Regions from separate parts of the Arachis hypogaea genome. Here region 2 is linked to region 1. Evidence: chromatin contacts called from public Hi-C data. All regions are on one chromosome and are shown on one strand. The core of a region is the stretch at or near the end of the contact, and the rest is flanking DNA. Distances in the headings are between cores, read along the strand shown. Region 1 has its middle 15 kb from the start of LOC112742350. Region 2 holds the start of LOC112741752 (probable protein phosphatase 2C 40).

What was found. A called contact is a pair of places that touch in the nucleus more often than the background predicts.
Region 2: a contact with region 1 is called in a Hi-C map of an unstated tissue, with 4 times the contacts expected there. The contact joins the promoter of LOC112741752 here to the enhancer-like site in region 1. A contact is called at or near these places in 2 of 8 Hi-C or Micro-C datasets (leaf and an unstated tissue).

The regions. Positions count from the first base shown.
Region 1 is chr14:18,723,288-18,726,466 of arahy.Tifrunner.gnm2.J5K5, reverse strand. No RefSeq gene overlaps it. Among protein-coding and RNA genes, the nearest start is that of LOC112742350, 15 kb to the right of the region's middle. Within about 2 kb of position 1,711, at least 1 of the 3 cell types and tissues checked has open chromatin away from gene starts, as enhancers often do.
Region 2 is chr14:18,774,071-18,777,249 of arahy.Tifrunner.gnm2.J5K5, reverse strand. It overlaps LOC112741752 (probable protein phosphatase 2C 40), which reads right to left and starts at 1,425. Exons shown (of 4, transcript XM_025790848.3): 1 at 903-1,425.

The DNA of each region.
Region 1 (3,179 bases), core at 462-2,961:
CTATAAAAAATAATATTAATTTAGACCAATTCAAAATTTGATTCATCATTTTTTCGGTTAAATCAATTTGTCTAATTTAATTTTAACAAAAAGAACATGATTTAATCGATTATATATGTTAAATTTTAATTACTAAAAAATATCTTAAAAAAAAAACGTTTTAAGCATCTTTATCTAAATGTCTCCCTTAAATAAATACTCACTAGTTAGGTCCAGTTACCAAAAATGTGGTGCACAATGTTTATTAGAATTAAAGGTTAAGACAAAAAGAAATAGGAGAAAATTGGGAGCATTAAAGATCGAAACAGAAAAGCTGCGAGAGTTTTAAAGAACTCTCTTTAGGCTTTATTTTTGGGGTGGTTGTGTAAATTCTATGTCTATGTGGGACGTTATGTATTTTAGAAACTGTTAGGGTTAATTACATAATATTTGTATTTTGTACTGGTACATAAAATAAAATTATATATAGATTAATTATCATATATTTACGTATAAATACATATAAAAAAAATTAGATCAAAATAGGACAACATTTATCTAGTAAATAAGACGAGACGATACCAATCATACAAAAAGTTTTTTCTTAAAAAAGTAGCAGACGCCGAAAGAGACCAAAAATGGAATATGACAAGAAAAAACAAATACATTTGATTTGAACCGTACTCTTCCACCTCAGTGGCTTGGCATGTTGAAACTTGTCATTTTATCAACCAAGAAATATGCCGCAAATATCAAAGCGTCTCAATTAGCTGTGGAGTTATAAGTATTTAGTGTTGATTCTAAGTTTCTGACATTGGAAGTAAAGGAATATGCTGCTAAAGTATAATTTAGTGCGTTCATGTGTTGTTTTGGAACGGAAATAACTACTTGAATCAGCTTAATCCTTTTAGAAAAAAAAAAGATATTTAGTTTTTTTTTAAGTGAGATAAATTGAACAACTCTCAGTTCTAAGTACCACAACATATTCACACAATATACTCACCCACACAATACTAAAAGGCTCACATTCAACATATTAAAAAGTATATAATTTTACCAATTAAGCTAAGTCTCAGCTGCAAGATATTTAGAGTTTTAAACTCTTATTTAATATAGACACCAACACTTATAGATTGAGAAAGAGATTGTAAAACGATTTAAAAAAAACCAGTGGCTTTCATTTTTTTTTGTGCCTTTTCCAACATGCATATACATATGGTAAAAAGGAACAATCATAAAAAAATTGTGGAGGTGATCCACCTCAGTTTTGCATGTGGAGAAGGAAATGAACTTCAACATTATATAATTATCCTCTCCTTTTTTTTAATTATAACAGGTCTATATTACTTAGATCGGTAATGCTAGGATTAGTAATACTAAAAAGATAAAAAATAAATTTATTTTATTTAATATTCATTAATTATTATAATAATTAATAAATATTAAAAATAAAATAAATTCTGATTGATTTTGGCTAAATATCTTTTGTTTACCAAACATTTTTACTTGAATAAAGTACACGTTTTTATTTACCAAAAACGTCAAACCAACACCTATAATTGAACTGTGAAGCATATATTGTATTTGAAATTTCCTAATAATTTTGTGGTGAATTTCTTCAAAATTTTTGTTGTATCTCCAAAAACTTTCTCAATTAACATTCAGAGTTTTAGGCTCACAAGTGTTCAACCAAAAAGGACCTAATTTACTCTTCTTTTTTTTCATTTAAGGAATAAAAAAATATAGGTATAGGCCCATTCGTAAGCTTGGCCAGTGGTAAGGGCGTTAAATAGTTTGGTTAAGATATCCAAAAGAAAAAAGGCCAAAAAATATTTGACCTTGTATCAACAGATATATATAAAGTAAGGTTGAAAACTGAATAGTACCAAAAAAAAAAAAAAAAAGTTGAAAACTGAATACTAATTACAAAAACATGAAGTTTGAAAACTAAATACTAAGATGATGACGATGACGATGACAATAATAATAATAATAATTAGAGGTATATGTTTAAATGTGATGAAATCCACAACTAAAAAAAAAAATTACTTTTAACGTGAACTATTTTACCATTTTTAAATTGCTTATGTATTGTGTTAGATTTTGGACTTACTTCTTATGTGGGGAAAAAAAATTCAAATATTAGTATTTAAGTTTATAATTTTTGTTGATCGAGAGTGAAGTGGTTGAGGTGAGTTAGGATTGACAGAGAGATGTCTCATTTGTGAGAAAACACCAAATACTAGAGAGAAGAGAAGAGAGAAAATATTTTCGCACATACACAAAGCTGTCTCTATAAATTGGTCACTGCGGATTCGTTAGCCGTTGGATTGAGCTCAAATTTGAATAGTGTGTTACAGACACCTGATTCTTCGTTTTCACCAACCAGATCTTTAATACGAAGTCTGTAGCTGAAGATATTAGCCACGCAGCAATAGCTCTATTTTGTGGTATTTTCATCTTCTTGGTTCTTGTTTTGTAAGCTTTGATGTTTCGATTATTTGGCTTGTTGTATGCACGTTTTGTGCAGTAAATTGTAACTCTTTGTACCCTATTTTGATCAAAGTGAAGCTATTTTTATGATCTTAGTAACTCGTGGTTTTTACTTCTCACATTGAGGAGGTTTTTCATGATAAAAATCTTGGTGTGTTCTTTCTCTATTTTTGATTTTTCTGTGCATTTTTTCGCTACTATTGTTATGTTATTGCTGTTGCCATTTATTTGTGAGTGGTTGTTATTGCTCCTCTAATTCTTTCAAGTAGAGAATTGTGTATTTTATTCCTATCATTTGGCATCAAAGCTCAATTTTGGACATTTGGTTATAATTTGCTTAAAAGATGGAGGTAAATAATTTTACTTGGATAATAAGTTTGAATGACACTAATTACCATCTATGGAAGGATAAAATAAAAGATTTATTGTTTGTCAAAAAAATCTACATTTATCCGTATTTTCTACACAGAAACTAGAGTCTAAAACCGATAAAGAATAGGAGTTTGAACACCAACAAATTTGTGATTTTATTAAGCAATAGGTGAACGATAATGTTTACAATCACATTGCTAATGAGACTCATGCTAGAACTTTGTGGAATCAAATTGAATCCTTGTATGCTTTCAAGTCCAGCAATAATAAATTGTACTAGTTGAATATGCTGATGAATTTGAGTTACAAGGAGGGGTCACAAGTATTAAATCAAT
Region 2 (3,179 bases), core at 176-2,675, 51 kb before region 1:
ACAATTATATTATAGCAATTTGGAAAAGGAAATAGAACTGAAGTTCTGGAATAAGCTTTAGCTTCAATTCCAACATAGTAGCCTATATCTCCAGGGAATAATACACATTCAACCTCATATTTTAACTGTCAATACATTCAGTCATGTATAAAACTCAGTTGTTTGAAAATCCAGACTAGTTAAACCAAGCAACATAAACATGAAAGACAAGAATGTTTCAAGAAATGATTTACCCTTCTAAAAAGATCCTCTCAATTACAAATGACAAGCATCTGTGTTGAAAAATTTGGCGTTTCTCTCCACTCACAAAAAGGACCAAATTGTTAACAGGATAAATACTCCATAAGTTGCTCCTCTAGACCAACCCTTCTTAGTTCTCGCCAATCTCTCCTCATTGTAAAAGTAAGAACACCAATTGATTATTGTGAATCAAATCAACCAAACAACTAGCCCTCTCTGTGCAAAGTAAAAGCTTAAAAAATAGGATGGGTCCCATTGCAGAAGCATGAGGCTATTATAGAGAGAGAATCAACTTTCAAGGACAGTGACAATAGAATATACTTAAAAACCATTGCCAGCAACCCAGCACACTTAGCAAACTGAATGTGAATTAAATTCACCCCAAGCCTGCATTTTGCATCAGTTCGTCAAATTCAGTTACCCCTTCCACCTTATATTAAATAAAAATCAAAATTTTTCCTTATAATTTTCTTTTTGTTTGGATCCTTTTGTTGTATGAACACCAGAAGAAATAAAAAAACATATTTTCACAAAAATAACACATAAAAAAACAGAATTGACATGAAAAACACATAGAACACAGAAACCACTGCATCTGCATACAAAATTACAACCTAGCCAAAAATAAAAAATCATAATTTAAAGAGGAAAAAAAAACTTACGAATTATCCAGAAAATGAAAGCAGGAGCAAGAGAAAGAGTGAAGGTGTTGTGAATGCAGCTAGAGAGAGAGAGAGAGAGAGAGAGAGAGAGAGAGAGAGAGAGAGAAGAAGAAGAAGAAGAAGAAGAAGAAGAATGAGAACTATTGAGTTTGTTAGTGAAGAATGAGAAGACAAGGGGACCGAAAAGATGGCTGAGAACACGGTTGACACACGAGAAGAAGAGGAAGAAGAAGAAGAAACGTAAACGCCATATTTGTGTTCAGTTTTTAAGCGACTTTTTCAATATTTCAACGGGGCTGAGCCTCACGTTTTCTGTTTTTCTCTTGCAATTTGTGTTTGTCTTTTTCCACCTTGTATGTATCTTTCTACGTTCTACCGCTAAAAACCACTTTTCTTTTTTTAGGTATTTGCTTCCGTTTTCGTTTTCCCGTCATTCCCACCCTCTTTACTCTCTACTCTCTACACCTTGCTTTCTCTTCATTTCCCATTTATTTTTTTGAGAAATATTAGAGTCAAATTTTTTTATCAATATTAGTGATTCAGGTGTAATTTTATAAAAATAGATTAAATAAAAAGAGATTAAAAAAATTAGGATCGGAGTAGGTAAAATTACAAACATTTATTAGTGATAAGTAAACAACATAAGAACTAAAAATAAAAAATAATAATAAAAAATAAGTATTAAGACTTTTACTAATATCACAAAAAAATAAATAATTTTTTTTTAAATGAACAAATATTAAGTAGAATTTACTATCATGTGTTTCAATAGAAAATCTAAATACTAATTTTATGAATTTTCATGTTTGAATTTGATAAATAAAATGAAGAATAATGAAATTGGAGATGATGAAATAAAAAAATTTGTGAGTTCTGAAAAGAAATGAAAAAGATCCATGATTTATGTCCCAAAAAAACAGAACTTATTATTGGTGCATTAAAATAGGATGAAAATATATGTGAAAAAAATGCTATCCACAATTATTCATATTGATGAATAATTAAAGTGTACTAAAAAAATGATGTGGGGCGTTTGCTTATGATTGAAAATTTGTGCTTCTTGTTGCTTATGGTAATTGTTGAAAAGTGAAGTTTGAATTGTAATGCCTTTATAAAATTAGTCTTCTTTGTTAGAGTTTCACAATTTTTTTTTGAATTTTAATTAGGTTTAATTACTCTATTGGTCCCTATAGTTTCGCGAAATTTTCAATTAGGTCTCTATACTTTTTTTTCCTTTTAATTGGGTCCCTGCACTAATTTTTTTTTTCAATTAAGTCCCTACCGTGACCAAACAGTTAGATTTAACGGAATATTCTGTTCCTAAATTAAAGATTCTCTAACTTTTTCCTAAATCTCTAATTCTCTTTCACACTTATTTTCTGAAATACCAAAATAACCCTCCCACACTTAGAATAAAAAACCTAGCTAGCCCTCAGTTGCTCTCCTGCGTCGGTCCATCGTCTTCATCCATCTGTGGCGTCGTCTGCAGCGGACGCTGGGTGGTCGGCCATCCGTCGCCTCCTTCTCTCTACGTTGGTTTGTTCTATGTTATTCTGTTCAGAGGTCTTCTGCGCTATTTTCCCATCTAAGCCGTCGCTGTTCCTCCCGGTGCTTTGCCTCGCCTGACGTCGCTACACCGCACCGCACCGAGCCCGTCGCGCCTGACCTCCCGTCTGGCCTCTCATCCCCGCGCCGCTCCTCTCCTCGATATCCCTGTACTCGATCTGTCACAAAACAGGTAACATATAACATTTATTTTTTTTCCAGCTTTTAAAACTTGATGTAACATGTTCATGCTAATTTTAATTTTAATTTTCAAAAAATATGGCATTCGTTAAGGTGAATTAATCTTTATTTGTTTATTTATGTTCCTATCAAAATATTGATTTCTCGTATGGTAAGTAACTAAGTCTATTACTTTGCTGAATTCTATCAGGCGTGCCAGCCACCTCTCAATGGCTAGAGTGGACTTCTAAAAGCTGACTGCATCAAAGAAGACAGCCAACCGAGGTGAGCCCAAATCGAAGTGGGGAAATTATGATGCCAAGTGATTAATATTTTACAAAATTACGTTATTAAAGCTAGCTATTCTGGACCTATTTAGGTGTTTATGCATTTTATCTATCTATTAATTAGTAAGAAAATTGAAGTACACAAATAGTCATGGGCTGTTATCAGATTGGGCTGCCATCAGATTGCTTGAGAAATAGATATTATACAAATGAACTTATTCAGACATCTAGTGGCCGATTTTGTGTTTTCTTTTTATTATATATT